Regions from separate parts of the Mus musculus genome. Here all the other regions are linked to region 4. The links are chromatin contacts, called in public promoter capture Hi-C maps. All regions are on one chromosome and are shown on one strand. The core of a region is the stretch at or near the end of the contact, and the rest is flanking DNA. Distances in the headings are between cores, read along the strand shown. Region 1 holds the start of Ciao3 (cytosolic iron-sulfur assembly component 3). Region 2 holds the start of Rhot2 (ras homolog family member T2). Region 3 holds the start of Ppil1 (peptidylprolyl isomerase (cyclophilin)-like 1). Region 4 holds the start of Hmga1 (high mobility group AT-hook 1). Region 5 holds the start of Mettl26 (methyltransferase like 26). Region 6 holds the start of Metrn (meteorin, glial cell differentiation regulator). Region 7 holds the start of Rab40c (Rab40C, member RAS oncogene family).

The links. Promoter capture Hi-C pulls out the DNA fragments that hold promoters and counts their contacts.
Region 1: a contact with region 4 is called in a promoter capture Hi-C map of pre-B cells, with 6 times the contacts expected there. The contact joins the promoter of Ciao3 here to the promoter of Hmga1 in region 4. A contact is called at or near these places in 2 of 39 promoter capture datasets (liver and pre-B cells) and 1 of 115 datasets of contacts at active chromatin or transcription factors (pancreatic cancer cells).
Region 2: a promoter capture Hi-C map of pre-B cells shows a contact between it and region 4, with 4 times the contacts expected there. The contact joins the promoter of Rhot2 here to the promoter of Hmga1 in region 4. A contact is called at or near these places in 2 of 39 promoter capture datasets (liver and pre-B cells) and 1 of 115 datasets of contacts at active chromatin or transcription factors (pancreatic cancer cells).
Region 3: a contact with region 4 is called in a promoter capture Hi-C map of pre-B cells, with 3 times the contacts expected there. The contact joins the promoter of Ppil1 here to the promoter of Hmga1 in region 4. A contact is called at or near these places in 2 of 39 promoter capture datasets (liver and pre-B cells).
Region 5: a contact with region 4 is called in a promoter capture Hi-C map of liver, with 4 times the contacts expected there. The contact joins the promoter of Mettl26 here to the promoter of Hmga1 in region 4. A contact is called at or near these places in 3 of 39 promoter capture datasets (hippocampal neurons, liver and pre-B cells) and 1 of 115 datasets of contacts at active chromatin or transcription factors (pancreatic cancer cells).
Region 6: a promoter capture Hi-C map of pre-B cells shows a contact between it and region 4, with 5 times the contacts expected there. The contact joins the promoter of Metrn here to the promoter of Hmga1 in region 4. A contact is called at or near these places in 3 of 39 promoter capture datasets (liver and pre-B cells).
Region 7: a promoter capture Hi-C map of liver shows a contact between it and region 4, with 6 times the contacts expected there. The contact joins the promoter of Rab40c here to the promoter of Hmga1 in region 4. A contact is called at or near these places in 3 of 39 promoter capture datasets (hippocampal neurons, liver and pre-B cells) and 1 of 9 other capture datasets (adipose tissue).

The regions. Positions count from the first base shown.
Region 1 is chr17:25,772,519-25,775,218 of GRCm38.p6, forward strand. Ciao3 (cytosolic iron-sulfur assembly component 3) reads left to right here and starts at 1,258. Exons shown (of 11, transcript NM_026238.4): 1 at 1,258-1,369; 2 at 2,528-2,623. The coding sequence starts at 1,304. It overlaps Gm41550 (a long non-coding RNA gene), which reads left to right. Exons shown (of 3, transcript XR_876684.1): 3 at 1-26.
Region 2 is chr17:25,843,111-25,845,844 of GRCm38.p6, forward strand. Rhot2 (ras homolog family member T2) reads right to left here and starts at 1,415. Exons shown (of 19, transcript NM_145999.3): 1 at 1,290-1,415; 2 at 1,145-1,203; 3 at 979-1,060; 4 at 831-874; 5 at 1-50. The coding sequence starts at 1,326. It overlaps Wdr90 (WD repeat domain 90), which reads right to left. Exons shown (of 41, transcript NM_001163766.1): 38 at 2,661-2,734; 39 at 2,469-2,588; 40 at 2,265-2,349; 41 at 1,624-2,115. The coding sequence ends at 1,958.
Region 3 is chr17:29,262,522-29,265,251 of GRCm38.p6, forward strand. Ppil1 (peptidylprolyl isomerase (cyclophilin)-like 1) reads right to left here and starts at 1,450. Exons shown (of 4, transcript NM_026845.4): 1 at 1,351-1,450. The coding sequence starts at 1,406.
Region 4 is chr17:27,555,315-27,558,014 of GRCm38.p6, forward strand. It overlaps Hmga1 (high mobility group AT-hook 1), which reads left to right and starts at 1,260. Exons shown (of 5, transcript NM_001025427.3): 1 at 1,260-1,397.
Region 5 is chr17:25,874,115-25,876,913 of GRCm38.p6, forward strand. It overlaps Mettl26 (methyltransferase like 26), which reads left to right and starts at 1,386. Exons shown (of 6, transcript NM_026686.2): 1 at 1,386-1,612; 2 at 1,846-2,008; 3 at 2,106-2,165; 4 at 2,381-2,448; 5 at 2,547-2,625. The coding sequence starts at 1,416. n-TGccc7 (a tRNA gene) reads left to right here and starts at 974; the gene lies at 974-1,044.
Region 6 is chr17:25,795,645-25,798,472 of GRCm38.p6, forward strand. It overlaps Metrn (meteorin, glial cell differentiation regulator), which reads right to left and starts at 1,401. Exons shown (of 4, transcript NM_133719.2): 1 at 1,221-1,401; 2 at 597-997. The coding sequence starts at 1,318.
Region 7 is chr17:25,918,412-25,921,247 of GRCm38.p6, forward strand. It overlaps Rab40c (Rab40C, member RAS oncogene family), which reads right to left and starts at 1,303. Exons shown (of 7, transcript NM_139154.2): 1 at 1,241-1,303; 2 at 954-1,138. The coding sequence starts at 1,095.

The sequences.
Region 1 (2,700 bases), core at 8-2,507, 1.8 Mb before region 4:
ACCAGGACTTCATTCTTTCTACTGTTCCAGGCCATTCTGCTCTGTCTCTCTTATTGGGCCTTGGATATGCCTCACATCTGCCAGCCGTCCACTGGGTTTGTTCTAATAGACTTGGGTTTGGTGGTGGTGGTGGTGAGTTTGAATTTCCAGGGATCTATGTATCACCCTCCTTCCAGCATTAGAATCCTCCCAGCAACCCTGTATACAGTTACCAAACCCAGACACTATTGTGGATGCCAAGAAGTGCATGCTGAAAGGAGCCTGATATGGCTGTCTCCTGAGGCCCTGCCAGAGGCTTACAAATACAGAGGCAGATGCTAGGCAGCCAACTGTTGGACTGAGCACGGGGTCCTCAATAATTAAAGAAAGGACTGGAGAAGCTGAAGGGGTTTGAAACCCCTTAGGAAGAACAACAATATCAACCAACCAGACCCCCCAGAACTCCCAGGGACTAAACCATCAACAAAGGAGTACACATGGCTCCAGCTGCATATGTAGCAGAGGATGGCTTTGTCATGCATCAATGGGAGGAGAGGTCTTTGGTCCTATGAAGGCTTGATAGATGCCCCAGTGTAGGGGACTTTGAGGGAGGGGAGGGGAGAGAGGGTGGGTGGGTGGAGTAACACCCTCACAGAAGCAGGGGAAGGGAGGATGTGATAGGGTGTTTCCAGGAGGGAGGGAGGGAAACTGGGAAAGGGGATAACATTTGAAATGTAAATAAAGAAAATATCCAATTTAAAACAAGAATCCTCCTGGCAAACAGAAACTGTCCTTTGGCCCTGGTCCAGTCCAAGAACCTGCTTCTGTAAATGTTCTCCCACACTCCAGTCTTAACATCTCAACAGCACTTGTCTATCTCATTTTTTGGTAAGCCCATTCCAAGGCATTCCAGTGAATCAAAGTTAATTTTGTGTTCTCCTGCCCACTGCATCTGGAACCTTCCTTGAGTATTGCTAGGTCAAGGTGATGAATGAAATCCGGATTCCGACCCCTACGGGAAGCGGGAGAGACTCTGAGTCTCTAGTTACATTCTTTGCGTTATTTGTCTTTGCTACCCTGCTACACCACAACCAAGGGACGCAAGGGAGACCGAACGCTGTGCTGTGGAACTTGCAGCTTGAGTCCGCTGGGCCGAGCGCTCAAGGCCGCCGGCAGAGGGCGCGCACGCTTTTCAAAGCTTGTTGACGGAGAGAAATGAGCATGCGCTGGAATTTGCGTTTTCCGGCAGAGTGGCGGAACTGCATGTCATTTTGGTGTCATTTTGCGACACCCCCGTGTGACACTCGGCGGCAGTGAGGCTGTCATGGCGTCGCCCTTCAGTGGGGCACTACAGCTGACCGACTTGGACGACTTCATCGGGCCATCTCAGGTGGGCCGGCCAAGGGCGAGTCGGGCAGGAGGAGGGTCCGAGCCTGGCCGTGCACCTCGGGAAACCTCTCTCGTCTGTGTCTTTTCCCAGGGCCCAGGACCCAGGGCCTCAGTCAGTCTAGTTCCCTTTTCACAAACACAGACAACTGAGGCCAGGGAGGGCCAGACAACGCGGTTACTGGGCCCGGAGCGATCCCTGGGACCATGGGAGTGTTTAGTGGTGACAGGCAGGTTTAGTGTTTAAAAAAAAAAGGTGGGGGGACTTGTTGTTATGTGATCTTAAGTTACTGTTGTAGTAGTGTCACCCAGCTGGTGATGCAGAGACATGGTGGGGCTGAGTTAGCCTCCACACACCTGTGAGATATCCCTTCCCACTCCTCTCTCAGAGCCAGTTGTCATCTCTGTGGACAGGGACCATGTTGAAGGGACAGGTTTGATGTCCACTTGGGCCACAGCCACAGCTAATGTTCCTGACGTTGCCTCGAGGAAGAGAGAGGGATACAGACAGACCGCCCTGAAAACAGGAGCTGCTGCCCTTGCTGGGTCTTCCTTTGTCTCCAGAGCTAGCCAAGTCCCATGACCCATAAAAGACGGGCTGAGCTGCCACACGGACAGGATGAACTGGGCCATCTTACCCGAGACTGGCCCTTTTCTGGAAAGCCACCAAGGTTCAGGAAGCGATAACAGGAGATGTCCAAGAGAAGGGGAGAGACATGGAGTTTCATCTGTGGTCGTGGGATGGAGGTGACCTCTAGATGTTTCCAAGGAAAGCCTTCCTGTCTGGCCAGGCCTCTGACACTCTGATCTCCGGGGGTGTGCTGCTATGTGCACGTAGGAAGGGCAGGCTAGTCAGGGCTTCTTGCATTAGCTTGCATATAGAGTTTGTAGCAGATTTCATGGTGATTCTGGAGAAAGAGTGGCCTTGATGGCATTCTCCTCACCTTGTACAGAGAAGGGTGGGCAACCAGAGCTCAGCATGGCTTCAGTGGCAGGAAGGTGGTAGAATTGGCCTCGGTGGTGAGCTTCACTCTATGGCCGGTAGCCAACCATCCCTGAGGCCCTCCATACCCAGCCCCCCACCCCACTCCCCACCCTCCCCACCCCCCGTCCAAGTTGCTTTCTCCTAATAGAGCCTGGTGTGGGGTCTTTCCTGGTGTAGAATTGCATCAAGCCTGTAAAGGTGGCTAAGAAGCCAGGAAGTGGCATAGCCAAGATCCACATTGAAGACGATGGCAGTTACTTCCAAGTGAACCAAGTAAGGACCCTGAGGTCTCACCACATCCCTGCTGGGGGCTGGCGGTGGCAGGAGGGGGAGGGAGGCTGGGGTGTGGA
Region 2 (2,734 bases), core at 165-2,664, 1.7 Mb before region 4:
TCAATGGTGGTCTCCTCAGACACATCGTACACCACACACACTACATTTGCCTAAAGGAAAGCAAGGCACAGGGTAAGCATAGTCTGCCGGCTCACTATGGACAGTACAGGCCACTCCTGGCCATGTCCCGGGTGCTCACAGCAGGATGGGTAGGGCTCTGAGGCCAGGAAAGTCCACCTTTGCCAAGCAGGCCTCTCCCTGCCAACACTCCCTAAGAGACACCAGACCCTAGCACCATGGCTCTAGACAGCACATCCTGGACTTATGACAGACCTATCACACGCAGGTTACAGTCCCAAGGCAGGTCTCTCTCACTTTCTATCTCAGTACAAGCAGCAAGGATGCTGCAGATGCAAGCAAGGAGACACTGCACCCTGACCAAGTGACCAAGTGACCTGCACCTATAGGACACAAAGAAGGCTGAAGGACTGCATTCAGGAACATAGTAAACTCTGGCATCAGGGAACGCCTAGTTAAGATGGCATCCACTACAGCCTAGGGAGGAATAGTACTGGGGAACCGAAGTATGTTAAGGAAAAGCAATGAAGGGTGTGTGTGTGTGTGTGTGTGTGTGTGTGTGTGTGTGTCTGCTCCCCTCAGACCCTGGGATGGATCACTAATGGCAGTACTGGCCAGGTCCTGATTCCCAGAAAGCTATGATCTGGAAAAGCCAACAATACTCAGCCGTGAAGGTCACAGCTGAATTATCAGGGTCAAGCAGAGTCACCTAATCCAGCCGCCAGGAAAGGAAGCCGATTAAGACTAGATGGCAGCAAGTTAGGACCAAAGAATTGGGCTCAGTACCCAAGGGCCTGCAAGATGCACCGCACCTTGTGGATCTCCTCCTGAAGTTCTTCCTCTGTCTGCTCCGCTTCTAAAAGGAAAAAGAATGCTATGTAGAATGGCTGTTGCGCTCGATTCAGACCGGCTGCAGGCTCAATACACACCGGCTGGGGGGCAGCATTTGGAGATAGATACCTGAGTAATCCACGATATGAGTGGGCACCTTCTCCGGGGTGACGTCGGCGGGGATGGTTATCTCCTCCGCGCGGGCAGGGACCTGCAACAGGTGGGTCAGTATTGAATGCGGAGCGGCTGCCCAGAGCCTGGCATCCGCCCTAAGTGCCCAGTCCGCCCCGCGCACCTCCTCGGGAAACTCCTCGCCGACCAGCGACAGGATCAGAGACGTCTTCCCCACCTGGGCTGCGCGGGGAGAGGGAACAGTAGTCAGGAGCACCGCCGAGGTCACGGCGACCCTACCGGTCTTCCCGCGGCCCCAGCGCACCTACCCTCGCCCAGCAGCAGGATGCGAACATCGCGCCGCATGGCTGCTGCCCGCAGCAGCACCCCAAACCCACCCCTCCCGGCCCGGCCCGGCCCAAGTAGACCCAATCCCAACCCCAACCCTCTCCTTCAACCCGCTCAGGCCCCCGCACTTCCTGTCTTCAGTACCGCCCTCACCCAAGCTTCCGGTCCCGCCCACACAGCACCAGCTAGTGGTTGGGCTAAGGCAAGGCGCCCGCGCCCGCCTGCCAGTAGAGTGTTCCTGACTCTGCAGGTGGTGCAAACAACTCAGACTCAACGGGCTCCTCGGGAGGAAAGGGTGAGCTCAGGCCAGAAGTGATGCAAAGACACAATTTATGGGACAATAAAACAATGTATCGCTATAATAAATGCCAGTGTTTATTTCCTTAAACTGTACAAAATAAAAACAATAAAACAACCTTCATGTGAAAAACAACCCAGTATGCCAAGTTTTGTGTAGGAGGGAGTGGTTCTGAGGGTCAAAACCACACTTCACAGATTCTAAGTCACTGCCACACCCTCAGCCTCCTTGAATCTTTTCAGATTTCACCCAAATTCCAAACAATGCAGTTCTGAAGCCTGTCCCAGCCATCCTGGCTCGGCATACAGCAATCCACAGTCTGGCTTTTCTGCCTATGTTCCTAGCAATAGCTCAGGGATCGGTGACTTCCCACACCAGGATCTCGTTGTGAGCAGCTGTGAAGAGCAGTCTGCCAGATGGAGTGAACCTACACAGGTGGACCGAGTCATCATGGCCTTCCAAGTCCTGGGCAGTCCCTGACGCACAGTCTAGGAGCCTCATCATGCACTCTGTGGGTAGATGACAGGGTGCTCTGAGTACTGACACCTTGCTGGGAACCTTGCTGAGGGGAGCAGGGCCATGACATCTACGCCCCCAAACCTGCTATGGCTGAGGACTGTCAAAGCTGCCCTCTCTATGTGTGTCGACCAGCACTCACCAGCAAAACCAACCACCATGAGCTGAGATCCTGGGGACAGGCTCAAAGACATGGCAAAGAAGGGCAGAGGTGTCTTCTGTATCACCTGTAGGAAAACAATATGACACTGAGGTCTCCTGCCAGGGACAAAGCCCAGGCTCCATGGCCTTCTAACCCTATGACACAGCCCTGGATGTCCACCTACAGAGCAGTGATCGCACAAACCTGCTTCTGACGGAGGCTGTAGAAGATGACCTCCTCATGTGCACCCAGGCCCACACACACCAGTATCGCCTTATCCCAAGGGCAGAAGGCAGCAAGAGAGGGGGGCAGGAGGCCTGGAGCCTGTGGAAAGCAGTATGTTGTGCTGGGTTGTGCAGACTCCAATCCCCACCCACATGACCGTGGAACTCTTACCTCTGAGACAGCAGGTGCAGGAAAGCTCAACCATTCCAGGAGTTCACAGCGGTCCCGGAGCCAGTCAGAGACCC
Region 3 (2,730 bases), core at 200-2,699, 1.7 Mb after region 4:
AACTCATGTGCACACACACATAATTAAAAGACAAATCTAGGGCTGGAGAGATGGCTCAGTGGAGAGATGCTCTCCCAGAGGTCCTGAATTCAATTCCCAGCAACCACATGGTGGCTCACAACCATCTGTAATGGGATCTGATGTCCTCTTCTGGTGTGTCTGAAGACAGGTACAGTGTACTCATATAAATAAAATAAATAAATATATCTTTAAAAAAAATCAAATCTAAAGAGAATGTGTAAAGCAAATAGGCTGGTTACTTCAAATGTCCACATACACCCATACGAGTGCTTTTATTCTCTTCTCTTAGTGCCTTTAAGGATAAAACAAGGCAGGGGGCTCCTGCTGTACATTACCCACTGAGCTCTGGGGAGAATCTGTATGGCCCAGGTTCAGGAGGTCCAGCAATGTGAGCACTCTGTAGAACTGGGAGCGAGAGCAGTGGTGCGTGCCTTCCTAATGTCTACACTCAGGAGCCAAGGGCAGACAAAATGGGGCTCAAGTCAGTAGACAGGGCAGACCAGGCTCCAAGCAGGGTTCCCTTCAATCAGTATGAAAACCAGGTTGCAGGTAAATCTATAAAATGCACCATTTCTCTGCTAAAACTGGAGGGGTGTGTGTGATACAAAGCCTTCGGGACAGGAGCTGCTAGCAATAGTAAACTGAGCGCAATCACACACAAGGGAGGCAAGGCACTAGGAGGTGGCTTAATTTTATATATTAATATAAATATAATAGAATGTTAGGTAAGCAGTCTATTCTATCCAGCCCAGCCCAGCCCCTGGACTTCTGATCCTCCTGCTTCCACCTCCAGAGTGCTAGGATTACAGGCTTGTGCAACCACACCGAGTATATATGGTGCTGTAGCCCGAGCTTGGGGCCTCGGGCATCCCCAGCTCAAAGATCACTCTTGGATTTTGGAGAAAATAAATTTTCTTCTACTTCCAAAGAAATTTGTTCAGACAACTCTACTTGTCCCGTGATGTTTACACATCTGTCTCCTTCACCATAATCCAGATTTGTGTTTTCAAAAATCCAGGTCCTACGCGCATGGCTTGTGTGATCAACACACACTTGTTGAGAAAAAAAATGAGTGAGTGAGTGAATGAATGAATGAAGATGGAAGGTGGATATAGGTAAATGAACTAATAAACGTCGTGGGGAAAGGACAGCAGATAGAAATCGTCGAGGTCTCCGGGATGTTGGAGGGGCTCCCCTGAGGTCCCTTCAGAACTTACAGGTACTCCCGGCCGCAGCTCTGTGCGTGCGGGCAACCTGCGAGTCAGGCCGGCCACTGCGGCACGAACCCGCGTCCCCTCCACCAATTCCTCCCCCACCTCCAACCCTCACCTAGTCTCCAGGTAGACGTTGGGCGGCTGCCAGGTGTCTGGGGGAATCGCCGCCATGCTGAGCGAAGGTATCCCCCCCGCTAGCAATCACTACTTCCGGCGGAGTTAACCCGGGACCCGCCCCTGGGCACACACTTCCGGTTCCCGCCGATCCGCCCGTTTGCTTGACAGGATTTAGGGCGCTGGGACAAGAATGACGAAGGATCCTTCTTTCTAGGCTGGGAAGAGGGTTGCAAGTCGAAATGCTCAGTGCAGGAACTCAGACAAGTGCAAGATTCTCCAGGGGCGATTCGCGCCACGCTCCGGAACAGTGATTGGTCTGTTTTGGCGCGGAAGGCGGGAACAACCTTCTTCACTCTGATTGGAGGGCTGGAGAATTTCCTAGTTCCCAGACTTGGGTGATGCCCCTGGCTGGCTTTGAACTCAAAAAGATCTGCCTGCTTCTGTCTGCCGAGTGCTGGGATTTAAGGCGTGCACCACCACGCCCAGCGTCTATTCCTTAAAGCAATCCTGTGGATGACAGGAGTCCCGTTTTTCAGCGGAGAAAACTGAGACTCCGCCGTTAAGTGCCACATGGCAAATCTGATCCCACAGACTCCAAAAGCAAAGAGCATGTGGAAAGAGGAAAAGGCTGGGAAGAGAGACAAAGCTTAAAATGACTGTCCCAGGAGATAGTGGTGCACGCCCCCAGCGCTGGAGCGGCAGAGGCAGGGGGATCTCAGAGTTCAAGGCCTGTACAAGGTCTCTTCTACAGAGCGAGTTTCAGGATAGCTAGGACTACTCAGAGAGGTATCCTTGGAGCTGGAAATGCAGGCCAGTTAGTAGACGGCTTGCCTAACAGGGCTTAGTGGGTAAAGTACTTGAATTTAGGTCCCTAGGACCCATGCAAATGCCAGGTAGATATGCACTTGCGGCCTCAGCAACCGGGAAAGCAGAGACCATGGGGAAGAATCCAGGGAGCTGGCTAGCCATCCAGTCTAGCCCAAATAGCTCTCTCCAAGTTCAGTGAGCCACGAGGGAAATGTATATTTTATATTGAACATCCCATAATTAACAACAAAGAAGTAGGAAAATATTTACAAGACTTCCTGAGTTCTAAGATGCATCTACCCTCCCACCCACCCACTTCCTGCACAGCAAAGCAAAAATTGAGCAAATGCTTACTCTTAACAACCTACGGCTCTTCAGAAAATTGAGCAATGCATATTAAAGAGAAGCAATCTGAACCGTAGTGTGCAAGGTACTTACTTACAGGCCAACAGAGCTGTGGGTGAACACTCTGGGGAGGCTCTCCCATTAAAGATCAGATAAATAAAAAAGACTTTAATTTTTTATTTATTTTGTGTGTGTGTGTGTGTGTGTGTATCTGGGTTTGTATGGG
Region 4 (2,700 bases), core at 10-2,509:
TCCTCCTTCTCCAGGGGCACCCCTGGAACTGAGGGTCACCTGGACCTTGGTCCGGGACCCGCGGCCTGCCGTGGCCTCCCGCGCCTGACCGCTGCGCCCCACCCCCACCGAGCACGTGCTGCCCTGCGCCCAGGGCGCCATCCTACGGCCCGGGGGTGGGGGGTGGGGGGTAGCCGGGCCCGCCGCGCTCCCCACCCCCCACCGGAAACATTCCTGAGGCATTCCTGAAACTGGGAGGCCCGCCTCCCCAAGGCTCCCACCCCGCCTCCAGCCGGGCGCACGCTGGGCCCCCGCGTACCCTTCCACCGCCCGCGCGCCCCCCGAGGAGAGGGCTGACCGCGGAGGAAGGGGAACAGAGTTATGAGTCACAGTCGTGTGTCACTGGGCCCGAATTACGATTCCCTGCATCACGAGAGGTGTGGAAAGGCCGACTCGGGGAACCGAGGTGGGGAGGTGCGTCCAAGGGCCCGCGCCCGGCCTGCAGGGCGCGCCCCACCGCCCGCCATCTTCCCACTTAGGCTTCCTCCGGCCCAGCAACAAGTCTTTTGTTGACCCAGGCGCCCAGAGGCGGGAAACTCGAACCCCTGCCCTCAAGGGGCTTCCAGGCGCCCCTTGTCTTAAGTCGTAAGTCACGGGGGCGGGGAATCACACCAGAGGGACCTCGTGCTTCCTCAACACCAAGCAGCTGGCCACCCGTGGCTCCTCCCCGCGATGTCCCGGCGAGGCGGCCAATCGCTCGGCTCCTTTGAAGCCTGCACCTGGGTGGCGGCCGTTACTAGATTTAAACCGTTGGCGTTGGCCAAGTTTCACGTTTGGGTTTCACAAGACTTTGTTTTTTACGCGCCTGGAGGCCTCCGGAGACGCACACGCCGTCACCTGCTTGGTGGCAGAGGGGAATTAAGGAGAGGCCCTCGACATGGGCTGGGGGGGGGGGGCGGCGTCCGGGCCGCGAGAAGCTCCTTAGGGTACGCGTGGACGTCCGAGGGCACAGGCGTCAGCGCGCGCCTCCCCGCGAGGCCGGAGTCCACGGGGGGGCTCCTGTAGGTGTGTCCCCGGGTCCCCACTTAAACAGCAGGGCCGCCGTCACCGGTTCCTCCAACGCCAGGCTGCTCGGGAACTGTGAGAAACGAGGGCCGTCGGCGCGCGTGCCCGCGGAAACCGCGCGCACAGTGGCGAGCTACCCGCGCGCGGCGGCGGCAGCTGGCGGGCGGCCGCCCTTTTAAATCCCCGGGCTCATTTGCATGGCCCCGCCCCCCGGTGACACGGCTGGCGCGGGCGGGCCCGTCCCCCCTGCCCCTGGGTCGCTCTTTTTAAGCTCCCCTGAGCCGGGGCTGCGCTCCTCTAATTGGGACTCCGAGTCGGGGCTATTTCTGGTGTTGGCGCGGCTCCAAGAAGGCGTGAGTTCGCCGCCGCTCGGGTGGCTTCTTTTTTTCCTGTAGGTCTAGAATCTAATCACATTATTATTTATTGAGGCCGCGCACGGGCCGTGCCCAGCTTCCTGCCCCTCGCCATCCTCCAGGGGAGCGGGATCCGTCAGTGTTCCCTCGCCCCAGCTCGGATGTGACACACATCCCCGGCGGGGGCCCGGGCGGCGCGCACGCAGCGGTCTCAGCGCCTCTGCCCTCTCCCGGTTTCAGATCCGCATTTGCGACCGGCGGCGGTGGCGGCAGAGCCCAGGCCGGTGCCCTGAGCCCAGCCACGCCGCACCCGGCAGCCCCGAGCGCGCCCCGCCGGCGGCCTGCGGAGCTCGCGGTGAGTGTCCGCGGCGCGCCCGGGGGGCCTGCGGCGCGCGCTGCCCGCTTTATTCCCAGGCCCCGGGCTTGCGCGGGCCGCGGGAAAGGGGAGGCCGCACTGTGCTCGCAGGCGGCGGGGCCGGGGTGGGTGTCCGCGGGGCGCCGCGTCCTCCGGTCCCCAGGTTGAGGGTGCCCGGGTTGCGACCGTGGGGTGCGGAGACCCCGGGGAACGGCGCGCGGAGGGGGAGGGGGCGCGCGACTGCGACGAGCGCCGCTTGTGCACCCAGCGGCGCCCGTGCACCTCGCGCTCGGCGAGCCCGGCCTCAGGGAGGGGCGCGCGCTGCGCAGCGGCGGGAGGTGGGCGCGCGCCCCCCTCAGCCAGGGAAGTTCTAGAAGTGCGGGGGAGGGGCCCGGCGACCCGAGATTCCTCTCTGGCCTCTCCTCCGCCTTTCCCAGAGTAGTACTGTGCGTGGACGAGGCCGGATCGCGAGGGCCTGGGTTTCGGGGTTTCACCCCCCACCCCCACACACACCTTTGGCCCTGCCCCGCGCCTCTTCAACCTCCAGGGCCAGGCCTGCCCTCCGCCCCCACAAACTGGTTCCTCTGCTTTGCTGGGTTCTGTTAGAACTAGTCCCTTCGACTCCCCGTTTCTGCCCCCCCCCCCGCTTTGGTTTTCATGGAGAGAGGAAGGGGTTTTTTTCTTCCTGCGACTCGCACCAGGTTTCCTGCCCCCAAGGCGGGCTTGGGTGCCCCCTCTGGCAGGAAGTGGGGCCGGGCGCACCCGCGTGGCGGTGCATGTGGTCGGGGTGCGCCGTTTCCCGCGCCTAAAGGGCTCTGCGCCCCTCCCCCTCGTCCTAGCTCCTAGAAGCGCCGGCCTACAACCACCAGGCTGGGACGCCAGCGAAGGCATCCTCATTCTGGAGTAGAGGGCGCCTGGGTCTTAACCTGCTTCTCAGTAAACAAAGTG
Region 5 (2,799 bases), core at 136-2,635, 1.7 Mb before region 4:
GGGAAAAGCAAGCCAGGTATGCAGAGGCTGAGGCTGTAAAAGGGAGAGTCTGACTCAGGTCCAGTCAAGGTCACTACCAATGTCAGACATCCATAACCATCTGTCAGGGGCTGCTCAGAGTGGGTGAGGGGTTGGACTTCAGGACTTTCCCCGAGTCTGGACTGATAACTTTTCAGAGGCATTTCTAGAGTGGCCACCCTATATCTCATCCTTGGGCCATGTCACTCACATAGTTTAACAGTTTGACTACACTCACACCCCTGGTCACTCCGGCTGAATAGACACCTCAAACACAGCCCCAAGCAGGAGCCATGTTTAACCCTGAGCTCCATGATGTAGTATGGGGCAGAGTAGCCCACGCAACCTTTGAACTAACTGTTGGCAATCAAGCGTGAACGTCTCGGACATTTTCTAAAATCCAGCCCCTGTGAGAAATGAACCACTTCAAACCACACAAAGGTGAGAATCAGAGAAGTACCCTTGTCCGTGCACTTGTCGCTTCGAATTTCATTTCAATAGTCACTGACCGCCTCCTGCTATCTATCCGTGGACCTCGAGCTAATGCCAGCCGTCTCAGCGTCACACAAAGCTCATCTGAGCCCAAAGTGTCCCAGACCCGAGGATTCCTGCATCTGGGTTCCCCAAGCTCCATTCTGTTACCGCCCATGCCCACAAGGCTTGGCTTGTTGAACCTCAGGACCTGAGCGCGACCTCAGGCTTCCAAGAGATCGCGACCGCTATGGTTTCCATGGCGCAGAACCAAATCCTGTCTATAAATCTCACGGTACCCACATTTTCTCCTTTCCCTTGGACGACAGCAACAACACTTTGGGATCTGGTGGGATATGTTGTTCTGCAAACGCTTGCCAATAGAGAAACGGAGCGCAACAGAAAAGACACAGGCATAATGCTGTTACATTAACATGCTTGCGTCACAATTCGTATGCCCTACGGACTGCAGTCTCGCTCAACAGCGCCGCTGGTGTAGTGGTATCATGCAAGATTCCCATTCTTGCGACCCGGGTTCGATTCCCGGGCGGCGCATGTTCTTTTTATTTTCCCGTTCATCTCTGAAAAGGAAGGATGCCTTGCAATCTTAAACACCATTCCAAAAAAGGTGAGGCGCAAACGCAACAAATGAGCTTTTAAACAAATACAGCTGAAAGACTCCAGGAAACCATAGCCTCTACTCGAGCCTTGTTCCTTGTCCGAAGTCACCGCTAAATCCCGGCCGCCGGAATCAGTTTCCCGCAGATGCAAACCCTTTTAGGAGTTGAGAGGCCTCCTAACAGTTATACTGTTGCAAGCGGCTGGCCCTTTCGACCACAACTCCCGTAGTGCCCCGCGCAGGAGCTGGACCACAGCTCCCGTGGTGCCCCGCGCGCATTCTGGCTGGGGCTGGCCGCACCGCTGCGATGATGATGGCTGCGGCTGCTGAGAGAAACAAGGAGCCCATCCTGTCCGTACTCCGCCAGTATGTGGATCCTGCCCAGCGCTGTGTTCGCGTGCTCGAGGTGGCCTCGGGCTCTGGACAGCACGCGGCACACTTTGCACAGGCCTTCCCGAATGCCGAGTGGCAGCCGTCGGACGTGGACCAACGCTGCCTGGACAGGTGCGGCGGCGCGGTGTCTTTCCCTTGCGGCCGCTTGGGGCTGAGTGAACGGCGGGGCTGGCAGACCGGAAATCAGGACAGGCCTAGGTTTGGGTGCCAGACTGAGGTAGTAGAAGCAATGGGCTGTAGGGTCGACAAAGATACCCGCTTGCTGCTCCTCAGGACTTTCCCCCCACACCCCGATCACTGAGGGGCCTCGTCAGCCCTTGCCCATGCGCTGCTGCTCTCCACAGCATTGCCGCCACCACCCGAGCCCAAGGGTTGTCCAATGTGAAGGCTCCGCTGTACCTGGACGTGACCTGGGAGTGGGAGCAATGGGGCGGCATCCCACCCCGATCGCTGGACCTGTTGCTCTGCATCAATATGATCCACATCAGCCCCCTGAACTGCACAGAGGTGGGGACCACTGTGGAGCCCAGCTTTCACGTTGCAAAGAGGAAAGCATGAGTCTCCAGCTCCCGGCTTACTGTGCCCTACTTGCCTTCCTCTGCAGGGGCTCTTTAGAGCAGCAGGACACCTGCTCAAAACCAAGGCTGTGCTGATCACCTACGGGGTGAGTGACCCTACCTTAAGACACCCCTATCAGCCTTGGGTGTTTCCCCACTCTTGAAGCCCAGGGCCCGGGACCTAGCTAGCCCTTTTCCTTCTTGAGTGCAGAAAAAAGTTATTCTTTCTATACTCCTATGGAAAGAACTCCATCCTATCCTGCAAACTAGCTGTGTGGGAACGACTGACTTTGGGCCTATGTATTGTGTCTTGTTCTCACAGCCCTATGCCGTCAATGGGAAGATCTCTCCCCAGAGCAACGTGGACTTTGACCTGACCCTCAGATGCAGGTCAGATCTGGCTAGGAGGTAGCTTGGCTCAGAGAGAGGGTAGGCGGGATCATAACCTCAACTCTGCAAATGCCTTCTACCTTCCTCCCCAACTGCAGGAACCCAGAGTGGGGGCTTCGTGACACAGTCCTTCTGGAGGAACTAGGCCAGGCCAGTGGCTTGGTCCTGGAGAGGATGGTAGGCAGGGCGATGTGGGGGTGGGGAGCCTCCCTGTGATTAAGAGTCACTCCAGCCTGGCATGGTGGCGCACGCCTGTAATCCCAGCACTTGGGAGGCAGAGTGAGTTCCAGGACAGCCAAGGCTACACAGAGAAACCCTGTCTCGAAAAAACCAAAAACAACAACAACAAAA
Region 6 (2,828 bases), core at 151-2,650, 1.8 Mb before region 4:
TGGGAAACGTTCTGTGACCTCCCAGCTCTAGCTAGGGATATTCTAGTGGACTCCAGTTCGGGGGGGTCTCTAGCTAGGGCAGAACAGTCAGAGAGCCATTCATTCCCTGCAGGGTCAGGCTACAAGTTCCAGAAGAGCAAAGCACTGGGCCTGGTGCCCTGCAGGGAGGCAGGGCAGGCAGTCTCCATGGTGACGAAGAGGCACACTGGACTTTTGTTGGCTGGGCTTGGGGGGAGGGGAAGGAGGTCACCACCAGGCCAGGGAGCCCTGGACAGCCTTGGCCATAGGCTTTGATTCTGCCTCAGCTTAACCCTTCCCCCAATCCTTCAGAAACCAGAGACCCAGGGCTGGCCTCTCGGGCATTTGCCCCCTCCTGCTCTTTTCCTAAACCGAATCTTTTAAGAGGAGGAGGAGAGAAAGGCGGGGGCACTTCCAACTCACCTCCTTACGACCTGGAAGCCACTATGCTCTCCACCGGAGTGGCCTCTGTCAAGCTACAGAAGGACTCTCCATGCAATGGGGTGGCAAGGCCCAGTCCCATCAGGTCAGTGTGGAGGGCCAATTTCTGACACCCAGCCAGTCTCATAATCACTCACCATCCACACCAAGACCTTGAGCCTGGGGAGACATTTCTGCACGTTGGTCCTCGTGCAGTTCAAAACGGAAGGCAGCAACTCTGCGGCTGATGTCGCGGTGTGGTGTGGCCTGCAGGAAAAGGGCTCGGCGCTCGCGGGGACCCCAGCGCATGCAGCGGCCCCCAGCCAGGTCCGGGCCCTCGGCCAGTAGCAACTCTAGATTGCCGGTCATACGTTCAGCGAAGACCTGGGCACCAGCGAAGGGCCGCTCTGGGCGCAGACAGACGATGCTGGGCCGTGTGCCCGGATCGGGGCCGCCCAGGGTCAGGCGCAGCGCCCCAGCTGGGTACAGCCACTCGATAGCGCCCTCAGTACAGTCCAGGGTCAGCTGCCCCACGCTGCCAGGCTCCTGGGTCAAACCGCTGGGGACAGGACGGTGGTTCTCAGGTGGGTGACCCTCGTTCCCTAGCCCGCTCATCCCTTTTCCCGCGGCTACCAACATCTGCTTCTACTCTGTGTAACAGGACATTGAAGTCTGCGTTTCCTCAGTTCCAAGTGGGAGGGAACCCTCCAACCCAAGAAGTAAATAAAATAAAATAAATAAATAAATAAACCCACAACCCTCCCCGCAGTCCCTCCTGGTACCTGCCCCTCCAGCTGCAGCGGTCTTCCGAGTAGCCAGCGTGAGCGGACGCGGCCAGGAGGCCGCAACAGAGCGCGCAAAGAAGCGTGGCTACCAGCATGGTTAGGGGACGCGCCGGGGCCTCGGACTGCTGCCCCGGGAGGGTCGGGGCCGCAGCGCGAGCAGCCCGCGGCGCGGCTGCCCGGCCCGGCGCGTCCCCACAACCGGCGACCCCTCGCCGCTGCCCCCTCTGAGCTCCGGGGCTAGGGGGCGGGGCCTTTGCTCTCGGACCAATCGCCACAAGCCGCAGAACTTTCCTCCAATTGCAGCACCCTCGAGGGGGTGGGGCGGGCTCAAGGCGGGAGCTCGGTCCAAGGCAGGGTTGATGTAGAAAGCGCTCCTGTTTCCCCATTTGGAGATCCCCAATAGGAACGTTTGGTGGGTTGGTGGGGTTCGCTGTCGACTGGAATCTGGAAGGCTGTCCACCCCTTACCTTCAGTGGACCTCGGGGCAGTGGGACTTTGTAAGAGAAGTAGTAGAGTCTGCAGCCAAAATCTGAACACTGGTATCCTGCTGCTGGTACTTAAGGAAAAGAGATTAAAACCCCTGTGTTACTGCATCTCATAAGGGAGGGTACAGAGGGCCTGGAGCATGGAGCTAGGCCAAACCTTCGGTTTGGGGAAAAGAAAGAATACTGGCTAGGTCTGGAAGGAGTAGCGTGGGTAGTGTGGATCTCCTTCTGCCACCATACATTCTCAGACCTAACTACACACTCCTCCAATGTTAAATGGATACTAAGAAAAAAATGAGGCGTTCTAGAGGACCTGCCTAGGGACCCACCTGACTGACAAAGCCTGGTAGTCTGCCGGTGCCAAAGTACAGGCCATTCCTACAGTCAAGATCAACCGAAAGGGAATCAGAAAGATATCCCAGGCAGCCTGAGGATGTAGCTAGGTTATAGAGCACCTACCACACAGGCATACACCCCTGGCTTTGATCTTTAAAATAATGTTAAACTGAGAGTGTAGTGGGTCTTGCCTGTAATCCCAGCGGGCAGGAAGTAAAGGAAGCAGCTCAGATGTTCAAGGGCATCCTTGGCTCCATAGTGAATTCAAGGACAGTGTGGGCTACATGAGAACCTCTTTTTTTTGTTTTGTTTTGTTTGTTGTTCATTTTTAAAAAAATATTTTTATTAGATATTTTCTTTATTTACATTTCAAATGTTATCCCCTTTCCTGGTTTCCCCTCTGAAAATCCCCTATCCCCCCCCCCCCGAGAACCTCTTAAAATAAAATAGAGCCACTGTGAAACCCCCCAATGGGGAAGAGCTTCCTTGGAGCAGCTTGTCCTTTGGATCTGACCGAAGGGAGGGTGGAGGAGATGGAAAATAGAAGAAGAACCTTGGCAGGTCCCCAAGGATCTCTCTCTCTCTCTCTCTCTCTCTCTCTCTCTCTCTCTCCCACCCCCAGGGCTCTGTTTCTGGATCCTCCAGGTTCCGAGTGAAACCCTTCCGGTTGGCCTGGACCTGCGCTCAGAGACAGATGAGATCCAGTGATCCCACTGGCAATCTGGGGAGGAGCTTCAAACACTGACTACTTTCTCCTTGCCTCCCAGGCCCTCTTTGACCAATA
Region 7 (2,836 bases), core at 53-2,552, 1.6 Mb before region 4:
AGCCCAGCCCTTCCCACACTCCCCCATTGGAAAGGTAACCCCCCAAAGCCTTTCTGAGCAGGGCTGTCACCCTGGGACGCCCAGTTAAATACCAGTCAAGGCTGCCTGGCTGTGCAGAGGTCTTTTCACATACCCTGCAAAGTAAAACCATGACTCTTCCTTTCCTGCGCTGAAGATGCCTGCTGTGAACTGAAGCTGAGAGGTGCTTGGGGAGGACTTACAGAGAAGATCCAGCGCTACTGTTCAAAAGGAAGGGTCCTCCACTGATGTCCTGGCAGTCATCACCCTTGACAAGTCCTAACTGCTAAGAGTGGTAGATGTCTTACCTACACACTCAGCTGTTATTTACCAGACCGCCAGTACTCAGAGCAGTAAGACAGGGCTAACAAGACCCCAGAGAATGAAGTAAAAAAGCAGAGTAAAAGGGACTCGGGAAGCGACCAGGAAGGTAGAATTAGTCCAGTGATATAAGATGACAGGCCCACTGCACATTAATTCCTCCGGAGTCAGCAGCCCCTGTGATCCAATCCCACCCACTGTTAGCTACGATTTTACCTTAAATATCTAAATTAAGAGGCAAGCTCAGGCAAGTGCCAGTGATGCAATCTACCTTGTGTATTTTTTGCCATGCACCCGGAAGTTAACAAAAATCACATCGCAGCAGACCTATTTTCTCCCTGCACAGGGTGCGGTGTCTCTGAGCAAACCCCTCCGGCGGCAGTGCGGTGAGCACCGGGCCCGTCGTGCGGTATCTGCCGCGCGGCCCATTCCAGGCCCTAATGGACTCCAAAGACCTGCTGCTGTGACTTCTTAGTAGCCACCAGGACCCGCGCCCGCTTGCCGACGGCTCCTCAAGGCAGGGCCAGAGGATACCGCAGCGACACGCGCAGAGGCCGCCCGCTCCCGCGACAGGCCGCTCCCACCTCGCGCGCCCACAGCCAACCCCGGCCTACCGTTGCTGTAGGCGTACGGGGATTCAGCTGCGCCGTCCTGAAGGCTCTCCAGGATCTCGCCTTTGCCCACGTCGCTGTCGCCCACCAGCAGGAACTTGAGCAGGTAATCGTAGCTCTTCACTGGACTGCCCTGGGTGCCCATCCTCCCGCCCGCCGCACCGCGGCCCACGGCACCGCCGCCAGACCTGCGGGCGAAGGCTGGTGAGCGGCCGTGCGGTCAGGACGCTGATGCTCCCGCCCGCTGGCCACCGCCCCCAGTGCACCCGCCCCGCTGCCGCCAGCTTCACCTCAGCCTCCTAGCCGCCGCCGCCGCCGCTGCCGCCGCCGCCACCCGCCGCTTCCCGCACGGCACCGCGCAGCCCCGCAGCCCCGCCCCCGGATGCGCCGCCGCCATTGGCCACCCTCCGCCGGCCCTCTCCGGGCCATTGGCCTGGCAGCCTGGCCGTCACGGTCGCCCCGCCCCCACGTCGCCCCACACAAGGTGCCGCCCAGCCCACGGTCGCCCCGCCCTGCCCACTCGCCACTGCTACTGGCCCGCTGCCACCCTCTTTCTCACTTCTGTTGGTCTACATGCTTGTCTATCACTGAAGTCCCGTCCCCGCTATTTCGTACACAGTGTTGCTGAGGCTGGCGTTTTTCCCCGCCTCCTCGCTGTGACCATTGGCTACTTCCCACTGATTTTCCGAAATCATTGGTTGCTCTTGCATGTCCATCCCAACCCCTACTGCTTCCTGCAGGATGCCTCAGAGCCATAGTAGCCGGGCACCGACCTGCAACATCCTGGCCTCCCGCCCCCTCGTCATCACCATTGGCTACTACTGCTAAGGCATTTGTGCCATCTAACATCGATCATAACCTCCTAGGCCCACCCCTTTCCTAATTCGGGCCAATCAAGAGTCAAACATTACACAAGTCTACCCTTCCCCCCTCGTGGACAAGCGGAAGGGTAGAGATAACTCCTGCTTCAGCTGAGTCCCGGGAGGAGGGTGTTGGAAGGGGGCAGGTTATCTATCAAGCTGCGTTGGCCGGCCGCTCTCACAGAGACCCAGAAGGGAAGTAACAAAGTTCGTCGTACACTGTGGGGCTCGCCTTCCCTGAGGGCAGGGCGGGGACAGCCACTTAGTGTTCGCCCTGGAGGGGCAAGCCTCTCTCCCTTGTGGGCTGTTCCAAGGGGTGGGACTTCCTCCTGGCTGCGGAGTGGGCGGGGCCGCTACTGAGTGTTTTGGCACAAGGATGGCGGCTGAAGTCCACCTCTGAGCTGTCTCTTGTGGGGGACATCCTTCCCAAAGCGGATCCTGAGGGCTTGGACCAGCGACTGAGCAGCGTTGGCCCGGTGAACTCCAGGATGGGCAACGCATTGCATGTGCACACTCGGTCGGCCAGCTCCAAGGCTGGAGGGCCACGGACAGCGTTCTTGGTTAAGAGTGCATTCACAAGTCACATAAATAGCAAAAAATTTAAAACGTAAAACATAAGCCGGGCGTGGTGGCGCTCGCCTTTAATTCCAGCACTCGGAAGGCAGAGGCAGGCGAATTTCTGAGTTCGAAGCCAGCCTGGTCTACAGGGTGAGTTCCAGGACAGCCAGGGCTATACAGAGAAACCCTGTCTCAAAAACCCAAAACCAAACCAAACCAAACAAAAAACAAAAAAAACCGTAAACATAGATTGGGACCAACGCTCTTGCACTGTAAGCCTAACAGTATGAGTTCGATCTCCCTCCGGTGACTGACCATCTGTAATCTCCATCTAGCTCCGGCTCCTATAATAAGAAAGAAAGGAAGTAAAGATAGGAGAATTTGTCCAGCAGTTCAAGAGCTACCTGGCCTGGTGTAAGCCCATTTTAACAGGGGGAAAGGCTGCAATGACTTCTGAAAGTTATCCTC